Linked DNA regions of Pelodiscus sinensis: region 1 is linked to region 2. Evidence: chromatin contacts called from public Hi-C data. All regions are on one chromosome and are shown on one strand. The core of a region is the stretch at or near the end of the contact, and the rest is flanking DNA. Distances in the headings are between cores, read along the strand shown.

What was found. A called contact is a pair of places that touch in the nucleus more often than the background predicts.
Region 1: a contact with region 2 is called in a Hi-C map of blood, with 6 times the contacts expected there. The contact joins the promoter of CEP76 here to the promoter of MPPE1 in region 2. A contact is called at or near these places in 2 of 5 Hi-C or Micro-C datasets (blood and an unstated tissue).

Annotation. Positions count from the first base shown.
Region 1 is chr2:87,530,802-87,537,656 of ASM4963464v1, forward strand. It overlaps CEP76 (centrosomal protein 76), which reads right to left and starts at 3,388. Exons shown (of 11, transcript XM_075921003.1): 1 at 3,260-3,388. The coding sequence starts at 3,322. PSMG2 (proteasome assembly chaperone 2) reads left to right here and starts at 3,582. Exons shown (of 7, transcript XM_075921008.1): 1 at 3,582-3,770; 2 at 4,990-5,161. The coding sequence starts at 3,711.
Region 2 is chr2:87,110,643-87,117,899 of ASM4963464v1, forward strand. It overlaps MPPE1 (metallophosphoesterase 1), which reads right to left and starts at 2,099. Exons shown (of 12, transcript XM_075920995.1): 1 at 1,856-2,099; 2 at 1,072-1,113.

The DNA of each region.
Region 1 (6,855 bases), core at 2,138-4,637, 420 kb after region 2:
TTTTGTATTATTTTGTGTCTCAAACTCCAGAGTTCTGCCCGCACAGAATTCTGCCCTACAAGAACTGTCTTGTATTTAAGAGACTAGGCTGGAATTCATGAAATCTGGATTCTGTTGCTGGTTTCATCGCAGACTTTCTGCCTGACCATTAGTGATGTAAATGTTTAACCAGTTAACTGATAAGCTTCACCCTTAACAGGTGAGGCTTATTGGTTAAAGTTAACCAGTGGGGCCTGGAACAGATCTCCACCTGCCATGGGCAAGGGGCTGCTCCAGCCCCACTGAGGGCCTGCCATGAACAGGAGCTGCTCTGTCCGGGTATCCGCAGTCCCCCGCCCATCCCTCACCATAATCCATTAACAACTGGTTAAACATTTTTAACCTGTTAACTAATTAAATGGGATTTTACATTCCTATTGTATACCAGTGATAATTAGAGATGAAAGCTTCTAGTTGCGTAGCTGACTACCTGATAAGCACAGGCTTATCAGGTAGTTGAGTGACTACTTAACTAGTCTCCCTCTGCTGTCTCTGTATCAGAGGCAGCAAGGGGGGGAAGCAGGAGCCAGTGCTGGGGGGAGTCGGCTTAAAAGCCAGTTCCCCTCAGCACCATCTACACAGTGCGGGGGTGGAAGCAGGGAAGGCTGAGCTGTAGTGGTCCCGGTGGCACCATGAGATGGGACTGTTCAGTCCCGGCTAGCACTGCCCCCGGGAGCCAACCCCACTGCAGGATCGCTCCGACCCCCTTATTGACTGATATTTAACATCCCTAGTGAGAATCTGGTCACATCATCCCATAAATTCATCCTTGCAAACAATATTGAACAATCACCTCCAAATATGCGAGACATGTCAAAACTTGGTGACTGAAACCGAACGCTTTGACAACACTTGTCTCTGCCTTCCACATGAACACACAAGAAACCAAATGCCACTGAAAGTGGACTTTTGAGATCTGCCTATACTACATGACTACAACCCATGGCATTAAACTCAACTGGATGCTGAACTATTGCCAACATCTTGATAATATCACAAAGAAGATAAAGAAGAAGGTTAACATCATCCAGAAGCTCATTAGCACATTGTGGAGATGTGATGAATGCATGCTTCGAACATCACTATATGCTCTTGTCTTGGCATCAGCAAAAATGTGCCAGTCTGGTGCAAAGCTTCAGTGGGTAGGCACTGAACTCAACATCATGCTCAGCCTTGTTGGTGATTCTCTGAAATCAACCCCAACCAATATGTGGGTCTCTCAATTTTGGTAGGCATAGTTCCAGCCACGGTCAGGTTATGCTAGATACTGCTTGTGGCCAGGAGTACAATTTCTTGGCCACTCTGGACTAATCCCCTGTAGGCAGGGTTTGAATCAATGCTTCCATTACAGCCAGCTGGAATGGGAAAGAAATCCTGGGTGTGGTTAGGTAAAAATAGTTCGCTCAGTTTGCTTAGACCTACTAGATATTCAACAGTTAGAATGGTGTTTTGCCCATTGTTGTGGAGCCACAAACTCTGTTGACCCTAAATGCAGGAATTGTAAGATATGACCACCAATGCTTGCAGTTATTGGGGGAATGCAGAAAAGTCATACTGTGTTTCACTCAGTTTAAAGGAGAGAGACTATCAGTGTAAAGAATAAGGCTTTCTCTGCCAAAACTCTGGAAAGTCAACTGGGAGGAGGGCAGAACTCTGAATCAGCAGGCTGCATGCACTCCAGGCGTGAGCTGTAAGACTGGTTCAACCTGTTTTGTCCCCCTCCTCCCCAAATCCGGTCTAATGTAAGAAGTAGAACAGAGTCCATAAAGTCAAGTATCAGAGGGGTAGCCGTGTTAGTCTGAATCTGCAAAAGCGACGAGGAGTCCTGTGGCACCTTATAGACTAACTGAAGTGTAGGAGCATAAGCTTTCGTGGGCAAAGACCCACTTCGTCAGATGCATGCATCTGACGAAGTGGGTCTTTGCCCACGAAAGCTTATGCTCCTACACTTCAGTTAGTCTATAAGGTGCCACAGGACTCCTCGTCGCTTTTGCAGAGTCCATAAAGAGTCTCTTTTTGATTTTAAAATGTATTCCAGCGGATGCTGGAATTTTTTGGCTAGACTGTGCTTTTGGCCAAGCGTTAAAATCACTGAGCAGCTGAAATCACAAAGGTTTGGCCCAAAGCCAAATCTACCACAAGGCTGTTGGAGGGAGCGGCCAGCAGGTAACTGGTGGAGCGGCTGGCAGGAGCAGGAAGTGAGCGGCATTGCCACATCCTCAAGGAGGGGAGACAACATGATGATGTACCTATAAGCTCTGGGTCTGCATTGACTGGACAGAGCCATGAGCAGGGTGTTTGAAGTGGGGGGAAAGCACACTATATGAGTTGGAGGGTAGATTAAAGATCTCGGGACCGTATCTTGCTTCTGGGTTTTGTTTGTGTGTGTTTCTGTGGATTAATGTTACATTGCTGTCATTAAATAGACTGTTTCTGTCTCCGACCCAGTGCTTGAGAGAGAAGAATTACCTTTAAAGGCACCCAGTGGGTAGGTTTACTGGCTTGAGCCAGTGTGGGTACATTGTTGAAAGAACTCCCTAGATACTGAACTGGCCCTTCTGACTGCCAAGTGCTACCTACAGAAGGGTTACACCACCTCAGTTCACTCCCTCTCTCCGCACTGAGAGCCAAGGTTTCCACAGGACTATCACACAGGCCAATGGAAAAGCTGCCAGCACTCATTGGCACAAGTCATGGATGGCTTGCGATGTCCCAATCAAAGACTCAAAGGTAGAGATAATGAAAAATCCAACCCTCTGTCTTCCCCACAGGCAGCAGCCAGCACTGCCTGGACAAGTGTGTGCGCTGTAAAGATTCAAAGGCCGGCCAGCTGGTTAGCAGAGCCCCCCTCAGCCAGCGGGATGTGTGGCGAGCGGTGGTGCGCAGCCGCACTTGCCTCGGGGCACATACAACTGATGGGGCGGGTGGGAGAAGTGGCGGGACCCTTGGCGGGTAACTCGCGCCGACAGGGAAAAGGCAGAGAACGCCCGAGCTGCGGGGATACGAGCCCCGGGACGCAGCTGCCCCCATTGTGCCTGCAGGCTGGGGGGGGGGAGGGGGGGGGCACTATAACGTCGGTCCGAGCGCCTCAGCCCCGCTGCTTCTCACACGAGCGGCGCGAGCAGACACCAGCCCGCCCCCCACAGTGAAGCCGGCACGAGCCCTCCGCGCGCAGGGTAAAGCCCCGGCCGAGCCGGCGCGCGCACTTCCTGCCCCTCACCCTGGCCAGCTGCTGGCGGATGATCTGCTTCAGCTCCGAAGCTTTCTCCGGAGGCAGCGCCATGGCGAACCCCCAACACCCAGAGCCGGTGCCCCCTCCCCCCAGCCCCGCCCACTGCGCTCCGCAACCGCGCGCTCCGCCCCAACCGCTTTTCGAACAAGCGTCCCGCCAGAGCGCGAGGGCGCCCTGCTCAGACGCCTGATTGGAAGCCCGGACCCTCCTCCAGCCCGGGGCCGAGAAACGGGCCGGCCGCCCCCCCTGTCAGGGGCTCCAGTTACGCATCAGAGGACGTCCTGCCGAGGAGCCCTACGGGGACAGGCGGTTACAGAGGACGCCTAACTCCCCCCTCACACATCAGCCCCCGCTTAGGCGTCAGGCAAATGCGCCGCAGAGCGGAAGGACCCTGGCGGAGGCGAGTCGCGCGCACCCAGCGCTGAACGCTCCCGGCGCGATGTTTGTGCCCTGCGGTGGCTCCGCGCCCGCCAGCTTTGAAGGCTTCACGCTCCTGCTGGTAACGCCGCGCGCGGCCCTGGGGGGGGAACCGTCGCCCCCGTCGGGGCCTGAGGGCGCAGCGGGGCGGGATGCGCGTCCCTGCGGAAGCGCTGGGTGGGTGAGCGGCGGGGGGCAGAGAACCAGCCCCCCCTCCCCCTCCCCGAGCTGGGAAATAGAAACGTGTCTCCGCTGCTGTTACTTGCCGGGGCTTTGTCGTAGCCTGGACCTGGGGGGGGGGGTCGCTTGTCTAACCCGCCCCCGCAAGAGGGGATGCGAGTAACGGCAAGCGCTGTGTGGATGTTGGGAAGCTGGTGGTAGAGGCAGCACATTCAAACTAGGGATGTGAACGACTAGTCGACTATCCGGTAAGCAAATCCAACTAGTTGCTCCCCCCACCCCCTTGCTACCTCTATCAGATAGAGGCAACAACAGGGGGAGAAGAGAGGGGTAGTTTGAAGCAGTGGAGCCGCATGGACCCTGTGGCACTGTCACTTTGAAAGGCTGTGGTGGTATCACAAAGCGGCAGCACCATACTGAGCCCAGCATCACTTGGGAAGTTGACCCTGGGCTCCACCAACTTTGAAATGTACAAGAGTCCCCAGCGGGAAGTGCCTGCTTGGAGCCCAGAGTCAGTGAAACTTCCCGCTGGCCCTGGGCTCCATGCGGTGGTCCAACTTTTTCAAAGGCGGAATGCTGAAGTGCCAAGTTGAGTAGTCAATGGAGAATTCATCGACTACTTGACTAGTAAATTAATTGCTAGTTGACATCCCTAGTTCAAATGCCCATCCTTGAGCGCACCCAGGTCAAAGACAGTGGTAGCTGAGTTTGGTGCAGTCTCCTTGATTAAGTTTTCAACTAATCTAACAAAAACTATTGTTTTCCCATTACACAACTAAATGTTCATAGTTTGCTATCTTAAGCCTAATCTTTATGGGTAGTAGAGGCTGTATGTTGATTTTTTTTTTCAATAGTGCACATCTTATTATTCAGTGCTGGTCTGTTAGTACAGGAACAATCTGTTAAAAAGCCAGTACCTTCCATAAAGGGAAGTTTTAGGTTTTCTGACCCCACTTTTAAAATATTGGGTAAGAGGATTGTGATTTGAGCATATACCTACAGATATTTTGTGGAGTTTTCATTTATTAATTTGAATATTATACATAGTTCATTATTCAAATCACAGTTGAATGTATAAAAACTGTAATAACAATATGGTCACAAGTCTTCTGTTGTTCCAGCCAGCTGTATCCGTTGGGAATGTTGGCCAGCTTGCAGTAGATCTACTTATTTCTACCTTTGACATGCCTAAAGTTGGTTACTTCTACACTGATTGCCTGGTGCCAATGGTTGGGAATAATCCATATGCAACAACAGAAGTAAACTCAACAGAGTTGAGTATAAATGCTGAAGGTGTGTTCCAAAGTTATGTCTCAAATATTGAAGTGTGCCCCAATCCTACAATGAGCTTTATACAGAGACCTCCCAGTAAGAATGGAGTCTATAGGGGATGGTGGAAGTAAACCCATCTGCATGGTGCCACCAATTTAATGGCCATGAAATACATCATTGACAGTGAAATCTGGTTTTGTGTGTGCTCCCCCCCCTCCCCCCCGATATTATATAGATTTCACAGGGGAGAACACATCTCACGTTGGGGCCCTGACTCAAAAGGGAATCGTCTGTCAGGGCTACAAGGTCATTTTAAGGATGCAGCAATCTTGCTGTTCTTAACATAACATAAGAACGGCCGTACTGGGTCAGACCAAAGGTCCATCTAGCCCAGTATCCTGTCTACCGACAGTGGCCAGCACCAGGTGCCCCAGAGAGGGTGGACCGAAGACAATGATCAAGCGATTTGTCTCCTGCCATCCCTCTCCAGCCTCTGACAAACTGAGGCCAAAGACACCATTTTATCCCCTGGCTAATAGCCTTTTATGGACCTAACCTCCATGAAATTATCTAGCTTCTCTTTAAACTCTATTATAGTCCTAGCCTTCACAGCCTCCTCTGGCAAGGAGTTCCACAGGTTGACTACACGCTGTGTGAAGAAGAACTTTCTTTTATTAGTTTTAAACTTGCTACCCTTTAATTTCATTTGGTGTCCTCTAGTTCTTCTATTATGGGAACTAATAAATAACTTTTCTTTATCAGCCGTCTCCACACCACTCATGATTTTATAGACCTCTATCATATCCCCCCTCAGTCTCCTCTTTTCTAAACTGAAAAGTCCCAGTCTCTTTAGCCTCTCCTCATATGGGACCTGTTCCAAACCCCTAATCATTTTAGTTGCCCTTTTTTGAACCCTTTCTAAGGCCAAAATATCTTTTTTGAGGTGAGGAGACCACATCTGTACACAGTATTCAAGATGTGGGCGTACCATAGTTTTATACAGGGGCAGTAAGATATTCTGGGTCTTATTTTCTATCCCTTTCCTAATAATTCCTAGCATCCTATTTGCCTTTTTGACCACCGCTGCACTCTGTGTGGAAGTTTTCAGGGAACTGTCCACGATAACTCTAAGATCTCTTTCCTGATTTGCCGTAGCCAAATTAGCCCCCATCATACTGTACGTACAGTTGGGGTTATTTTTCCCGATGTGCATTACTTTACACTTATCCACATTAAATTTCATTTGCCATTTTGTTACCCAATCACTCAGTTTGGTGAGATCTTCTTGGAGTCCCTCACAGTCTGCTTCTGTCTTGACTATCCTAAACAGTTTGGTATCATCTGCAAACTTTACTACCTCACTGCTTACCCCTTTCTCCAGATCATTTATGAATAATTTGAAAAGGATTGGTCCCAGGACTGACCCTTGGGGTACACCACTAGTTACCCCTCTCCAATCTGAAAATTTACCATTTATTCCTACCCTTTGTTTCCTGTCTTTTAACCAGTTCTCAATCCAAGAAAGGACCTTCCCTCTTATCCCATGGCCATATAATTTACCCAAGAGCCTTTGGTGAGGGATCTTGTCAAAGGCTTTCTGAAAATCCAAGTATACTATATCTACTGGATCCCCCTTGTCCGCATGTTTTGTTAACTCCTTCAAAGAACTCTAATAGATTAGTAAAATTAATCTTAGTTAAGATTAAGATTAGTAA
Region 2 (7,257 bases), core at 849-3,348:
AGTGCTCCCCATGCCACCTGAGCCCCTTGCTGCAGGGCTCTTCCACTGCCTGGGCCCCTGCCATGCCCCTGGCTGCACTGCTAGAGCCCTTCAAGCCACTTGAGCTCCCTGCTTCAGGGCTCCTAGGCACTCCACAAGGCTCCCTACACCACCTGAGCCCCTGCTGTTGGGACACTAGATCTCCCCACACCTTCAGAGCCCTATGCTATGGGGCTCCTTATGCTGCCAGAACCAGCTGCTGTAGGGCTCCTCACTGCACCGCAGGACTCCCCAGGTTGCCTAAGCCCTCTGTCCCAAGGCTCCTGGACCACCACTGACCTCCCTGCCCCTGGGCTCTCTGGTCCAGGAACATCCATGGTGGACAAGAGAATCCCCATTTAGGAAGGTACAACCTGTAGTGCTCTAGCTAGGGCCTTTTCAGTGTCAAGCAGGGAACTATTACCTGCCATTTTTCACATGGCACGCCTGTTACAGAGAATAATTATCTGCCATGACACACAGATGGCACACCTGTTAATATGTCCCAGAAAGACACTTGCCTTTTTGGTAACAACTTCACACTGTTGACTCATTTTCAGTTTGTGATCCACTATTAACCAAAGATTCTTTTTTGCAGCACTGTTGCCCAGCCAACACTGCTAACTTGATCAGGCTTATTTCTGAAGACACTTGTGTTTTTGATTATTTTTACATATAAGTTGTCCCATTGAAATCAGCTAGATTACTCAAGCAACTAAAATTAAGGATGCAGTAAATGTTTGCAGGATCAGGATAATAAGGTTATTATAAAATAAGTTTTAAAAATAAAAAAGTACACTTCAAATTGGGAGGTATGAATTAGGCTATTGTAAATCCAAATAGTAACAGCTAGACCTTAAGAAGTTTATATTTAGATACTATACAGTATTCACTTCATCTCCTAATCAGCAAGAGAGTAGTTTAAGATGTTGTAAACATGCAAGAGCTAAACACACATAATGAAAACAACAGAAATAATTTAACAATTTAAATGCCAAGTGGTCACAGTGAGCAATTAATGTGTTCATCTCCTTTTATCCTAAACATACTTACAAACTAAGGGCCTGGTCCTAGTCATATCCATGGAAGCGAGCCCTTATGGAGCCAATTGAATGACGAATTAAGAGACGGATTTCTCAAAAATTTACTCATCTAATTTTAGCATGGAAATAATTTCACTTAAGTCTGAGACCAAGTTAGGCATGTATTTCACTACTTTGATCACTCAGGATTTAGGCAAGTAAAATGACTTGTATACATGCATGATGGACTTGGCCCTTAAACAGATCCCTAGGTTTATCCTGCTGTTGGAAATGCAGCTAACAGGGTGCCTACTGTACATCAGCTGTAAAGAACAATATCAACGTGGTTAACTAGGGAAGGGGGGCAGCTAAAACTAGTAAGGTTTCTACAGAACTGCACTGGCCGGTACAATCGTAAGGAACTGCTCCTGTGAGATCCTGCTCCCGCAAGTAGCACAGTCCGACAGTTCCCCGCCGACCCCCGCTCTGTTCAGCCTCCTTTCTCCGTTGCTAACCCCCTGGGGGATTAGTCAGCAGCAATGTATAGGTGGTAGTGGCCTCAGCAGAGCTGCCGAGCATGCGCAGAGCAGCGCTACGGGGCAGCAGTTCTGTACCAAGCACCGGACCCCGCACCCTGGACCGGGGCCGCGAGCCGCCTGCTGCGGACACAAGGGGGCAGCCGCGGCGGAGCCTCTTCCGGAGCCGGGGGCAGCTCCACCGTTCACAGGAGGCAGCCCCGGCCCGCCGGCTGCTGAGGCGCCGCATGGGGGCAAACGGGGCCTCCCGCCTCGGAGCTGCCCCAGCGCCTCACTCACTTGGAGACACCTGTGGACTGCGGGCAGCTCCATGGGCCCAGAGAGGCCCGGGGGCAGCAGGGCCGGGCGCGAGACCCCGGTAGCTGGGCCCTAACGGTTCAACCGACGCCCGGGATTATGGGAGCCCTCCCCCCTTCCAACGGCTCCTGCCTGCCCGCCCGTTCGCTTTCCCTCCCTGTGTGCCTCTCCCGGGCGTGCAGGTGCAAGGACGAGGGCGCCGCAATGCCAATAGTGAATGAGGACACAGGGGCGGGGGATTAGTCCATTATCACGGCCGCGTGTCCCAGCTCCAGGCAGGCAGGCTTCGGGCACCTAAGTACCCTGGCTGGCGGCGTGTGGGTGATGTCATTAACCTGCGACTCTGCTGCTTCAGGGCCCCTCCTGGGTGCCATGGAGACGGAAGCAAAGGGGGGGGGCTAGTTCCTCTCGCGGGCCCGGCAGGGATCTCAGCTGGGCGCGGGCGACCCTAAGTCGTTCTGTTCCAGGGCCTGGGCCGCGTGTCTTAGCGCTGCGCGCGCGCTCAGACCGCAGCAGCGTGGGTTTGCTAGCGGGACTTGCTGTGCCCCGCTGATCGCCTGGGTGGTTGGGGTTAGCAGTACAACACTGCCCTGGGGCGAGTGGGGCTTGCGGAGGAGGGGTGCAGGGAGGGCCACCCAGAGCAGTGCAGGCTTGGGGGGCCCCCCCTTTTAGCAATTACAATTTTGGCAGGTGCACAGTGCACCTCCCGAGGGCTTCCACTAGTCACCACTGAAGGATGCTGCACACAAGCAGGTGTGCATACCCACACATGAATTCTTGGGGTTGACACACATGCTCATACTGAATGGAGTTGACGTGCACACAAGCGCACATGCACACACTGAATGTGTGGGGTTGGCAATGCCAATACCGCACACACGTGCATGTGCGCACAAGGGTGCCAATAGCTACACCAGATCCTTGGACAAGGTGGGAGGGGCTGGTTGGCTCTGTGTTCCTGGAAGAGACGGCAACAGACAGCACTCAGTGCCACCGGGAGCATGCCACGCTGCACAGTTGCGTAGCCGGTGGCTGGAAAGAAACTCTACTTTGAAGAGGAAGCTGCCGCTTCTCTCCAACCATTGGTTGCACGGCTGCCCCATTCCGCCAGCGTCCTCTGGCCTGCACTCGCACCACTTGCTGCCTCCTGATGAGCAGGGGCTGGGTTCAGCCAGGAGCAACCAGTGATGGGGCTGGCTGCTAGAGCCAGTGCAGAACCCATGGGAGCTGATGCCCAGAAGTCGTCTTCAGAATCTCCACCTACCTCTTCATCCTCCTCTAAATTAAACATGCCTTTCCTCAAACACCAGCATTTAAAGTTGAATAAAAAGCTATTTCCACTATTTTTCATTGCAAATAAACAGTATTTCAGCTACATTATGGATTAAATAGGCTCTTTATGGTCTAGCTGGGAAGTTAACTACCACTTATAACATTGTTTCTATGGGAAAATGTGTTCCAAGTTCTAAACAACTGACTTAAAAATGAACTTTTGGAGCACAACCCATTCATACGTTGGGGACTTCCTGTACATATCCGTGTTCAATCCTGTATCTCCATAGCTGGCATGGCAGAGCAATTTGAAAAAGACAGAGCAAGAAGACTAAACACTGATTTGATCGAAAGCACCCCTGTATTCACCCCTACACATGATAGTAATAATAATCTTTGGCTGTGTCTGCACTGCAGGCTACTTGCACAAGAACTGTTTTGCGCAAGAGTTCTTGCGCAAGACCTTTTGCTTAAGAGCACGTCCACACTGCCATGTGCTTTTTGCACAAGAGATGTGCTTTTGTGCAAGAGCGTTTATGGCAGTGTAGATGCTCTCTTGTGCAAGAAAGCTCTGATGGTCTTTTTAGCCACAAGGGTTTCTTGTGCAAGAAACCCCTGTTGCCTATCCACACTTCTTATGCAAGATATCTTGCGGAAGAGGGCTTATTCCTTATGGGGAGAGGAATAACTCTTGTGCAAGAACCCCTCTGTTCCGATGCTTTACTGTAAATTTACTTGCGCAAGAACGCGTGTGCAGTGTAGACACTCCACAAGTTTTTGCGCAAGAATAGCCGTTCGTGCACAAAAAGCCTGCAGTATAGATGTAGCCTTTGGGCAAAGCATGCCTTGCAAGGTCTCATTTAAAAACACATTGATCATCAGTATTCTTGTGTAATGTATGTATTAAATACATATTAAGAGTTCTGAACATAAGCTAAAATTATTAATACATTTATTGGACAAGTCTGAGGAATGGGTAAATTAATATGTCAAAGACAAAGGACAAGTTATAGGTGATGTGTGGCAGGAAAAGAAGGGGAGGCATTGGTCCTACCTCTCCCTGCCACTGCTCCACCATTACTCCACCCCTCCCTGCCCACCTCTTCCAGCACTCCCCCAAGTGGCATGACTTCACTTCACAACTACATAGATGGAAACGGGTGGAATCTGGCAACCCTAAGCATGGGCAACAGTAAACAATATGTCTTATGGACTGTACATAGAACTCCAATGAGCTGCAGGTTGCCCACCACTGTGTTAGGCTGTTTGAGTGGCCCAGGGGGGGAGCTGTAACAGCAAAACATTGTGAGGCATTGGGATGTTTATGGGGTAGATTGTGGCTCAATCTCTTACTGGTCTGGACTGCATCCCAGAATGTTATAACTGGATTTTGAGCCTTGTCTGTAGAAAGGGTCCTAATTTGCTTAAACTAACACTAGTCCTGAGGGCCTAAAAAAACCCTCCCAAATTCTAAATCCCTTGCAAAACACTGGAGGTTAGACAAGTATAGCAGGACATTTAATCCCATCACACACACACTAGAGTCAACATTTTCAAAAGTGGATATTGATTTTGGGTAGCTCAATTTTGGGGTGTCCAAAATGAAATCAGTGGGAACTGCAGCTGTGCACCTTTGAAAATCAGGCCCAAAGTATCTCAGCTTGCTCATTCAAAACCAGGAACACCCAAAACTAGTATATCCTGTTAAAAATATTTGCTTATATTGAGAAGTTTATGTGCATAGCAAATGTTGAATGTCTGATCCTTGTTTTAACTGGAAAACATTCTCATTTCCAGGGCATACATTACTATTAAAAAATATATCTGTGCCAATAAATATTTCAAATTACACTGATTTTTATTTTCAGTTAGACACTCATAAAGTACTTATTAAGTACAAACTGGAGGTTTTAAGTTGTTGCAAGTGAAAACAGACAGATCAAAGTAAGTTACTAAATTAAAATAAATAGACAACACATAGCTAGTTCTAATTCACTAAAAAACTTACTATAAGCAGATTCTTATCCTAAAGAGCTGTTCTTATTTCAGGCAAGTCTTCAAGTTAAAAATGATCTTTTACTCTGATTTGGGTCTCCAGTTCTCTTTGTTTCCAAACCAGCTGAAGACAAACACCTGATAGCCTCCCCCCCCACCTGCTTAAATAGACTTTCCCTGGCATGGGAATCTTATGTTCTACATTACTACCCCTTCAGCCAAACACAGAGGTGACGGCCCACCAAGGACTAACCCTGCAGATTGGATCTGGCCCGCAGGCTGGAATTTGCCCACCTCTGTCTCACACCAACAGAAAAACACCTGTCAGTGTTGGCTGCATCTGTACTTGGGAGGATATTCCAACCTAGCTATGTAGACAGGCTCCTTAGTGTATGTATACTCTTGACATGTTCATCTTAGGAGACAAATAAAACAAATGCAATAAAAATGTCCTAGAGAGTATAGAGAAGGTAAAAGAGTAATTTTTATTCATCCTCTCATATGAGAAGAAAGAAGAGTTAATTAAACTGAAATCTGTAAAACTCAAAAGTTATAAAAGGCAATAGTTGTTCACACAATGTAAATTAGACTGTGGAACTCATTTCCACAATACACTGTTGCGACCCTATGCTTCACAAGAATCAAAAAGGAAGTAGACATTTTCAGGTATAAGAATAATATTTAAAGTTATAATAGTAACTATTAAAAACAAAGGAACTTTGGAGCAGATATAAAGCATAATGTTTTAAGACTTAGGTCAATGTGTACCTGGAAACTTGCCCTGAGGGCAAGTTATCTCATAACCATTTACTGCAGCCCAGCTCTCAGATGCAGCTTTTATAGGCCACTGTCAGAGTCACAATAGTTAAGAAAGACATTTGGTCTGATCCAACATAGCAGTGCCTACATTCCTGTCAATTTAAAATCTGCAGCAGCAAAATAATAACAATTAACTGGAGAGATGGGAAGAGGAAAAGGTGGTACTTAGGAGAGGCAGAGCAGTCTGGAGAGATTTTACTACTGCTGGCAGTGATGTGGCTCTTCTGCAGATAAATTACTTCTATTCCTAGGGTTTCCAATCCAGCACCTTTTCAGAAGAACTACACTCTCTTCTCCTATCTTGTGTCCAGACCCAGTTGCTGCAACAAAAACCACTATAAAGACCAGATTCTTCTGTCTTTGGACACAATGAGAGTTTTGCCATTATCTCCAGCATGGGGCAGGACTGGATCTCAACAATGTGTTGTTTTGCTTTATTTCTCATTTACTAAACAAGGTACATAAAGTACTTCAATTATGTCTGTTCTCAGAAAGAATAATAAATGATAAACTATACTGTCATGCAAAATGCTTCTATCAGTGTGTGCCTGGTGCAACCATTGCAAAAAAGGCAACGTGTAAAATAAAAGATCAGAAATTAGTTAAGAGGGCAAGTACGATCAACTAGATATCGAGCGTCTCAGAGGGGTAGCCATGTTAGTCTGTAACGTTAAAAGCAATGAGCAGTCCTGTGGCACCTTAGCTCTGGTCTACACTAGGGAGTTATTTCGAAATAACCTCATTTTTAAATAAGCAGAGCATCCACACTACCAAGCCTGTTATTTCAAAATTACAGGCTGGTTATTTTGAAATCTGTACTCCTGCTTTCCTCAGAGAATAAACTTATTTCAAAATAGTTATTTCAGGATTTATTATTTCTAATTTAGTTATTTCAAAATAATTTTCTAGTGTAGACATGCCATTAGGATTAGAGACTAACAAATCTGATGAAGTGTGTTTTATCCATAAAAGCTCATAATATTATATATTTGCTAGTCTCTAAGCATTATTTCAAAATAACCTAGTCTGTGTCTACATAGCAGGCAGTTAATTTGAAATCATGTTGAAATACACTCAAGCTGGAGGACATCTTACTCCGACTCCTGTAAGCCTCATTGTACAAGGAGTAAGGGAAGTCAGAGGAAGAGTGCTCTATTTCAAAATAAGCAATGAAAATGATATAGCTCAATTTTAGTAGCTTATTTTGAGTTAAGCCTGGTTATGTAGGCACACCCTTAATTACCATAGGACTGCTCATTGTTTTTCGATATCGGGAAGGAAAACATAAAAATCTTAAT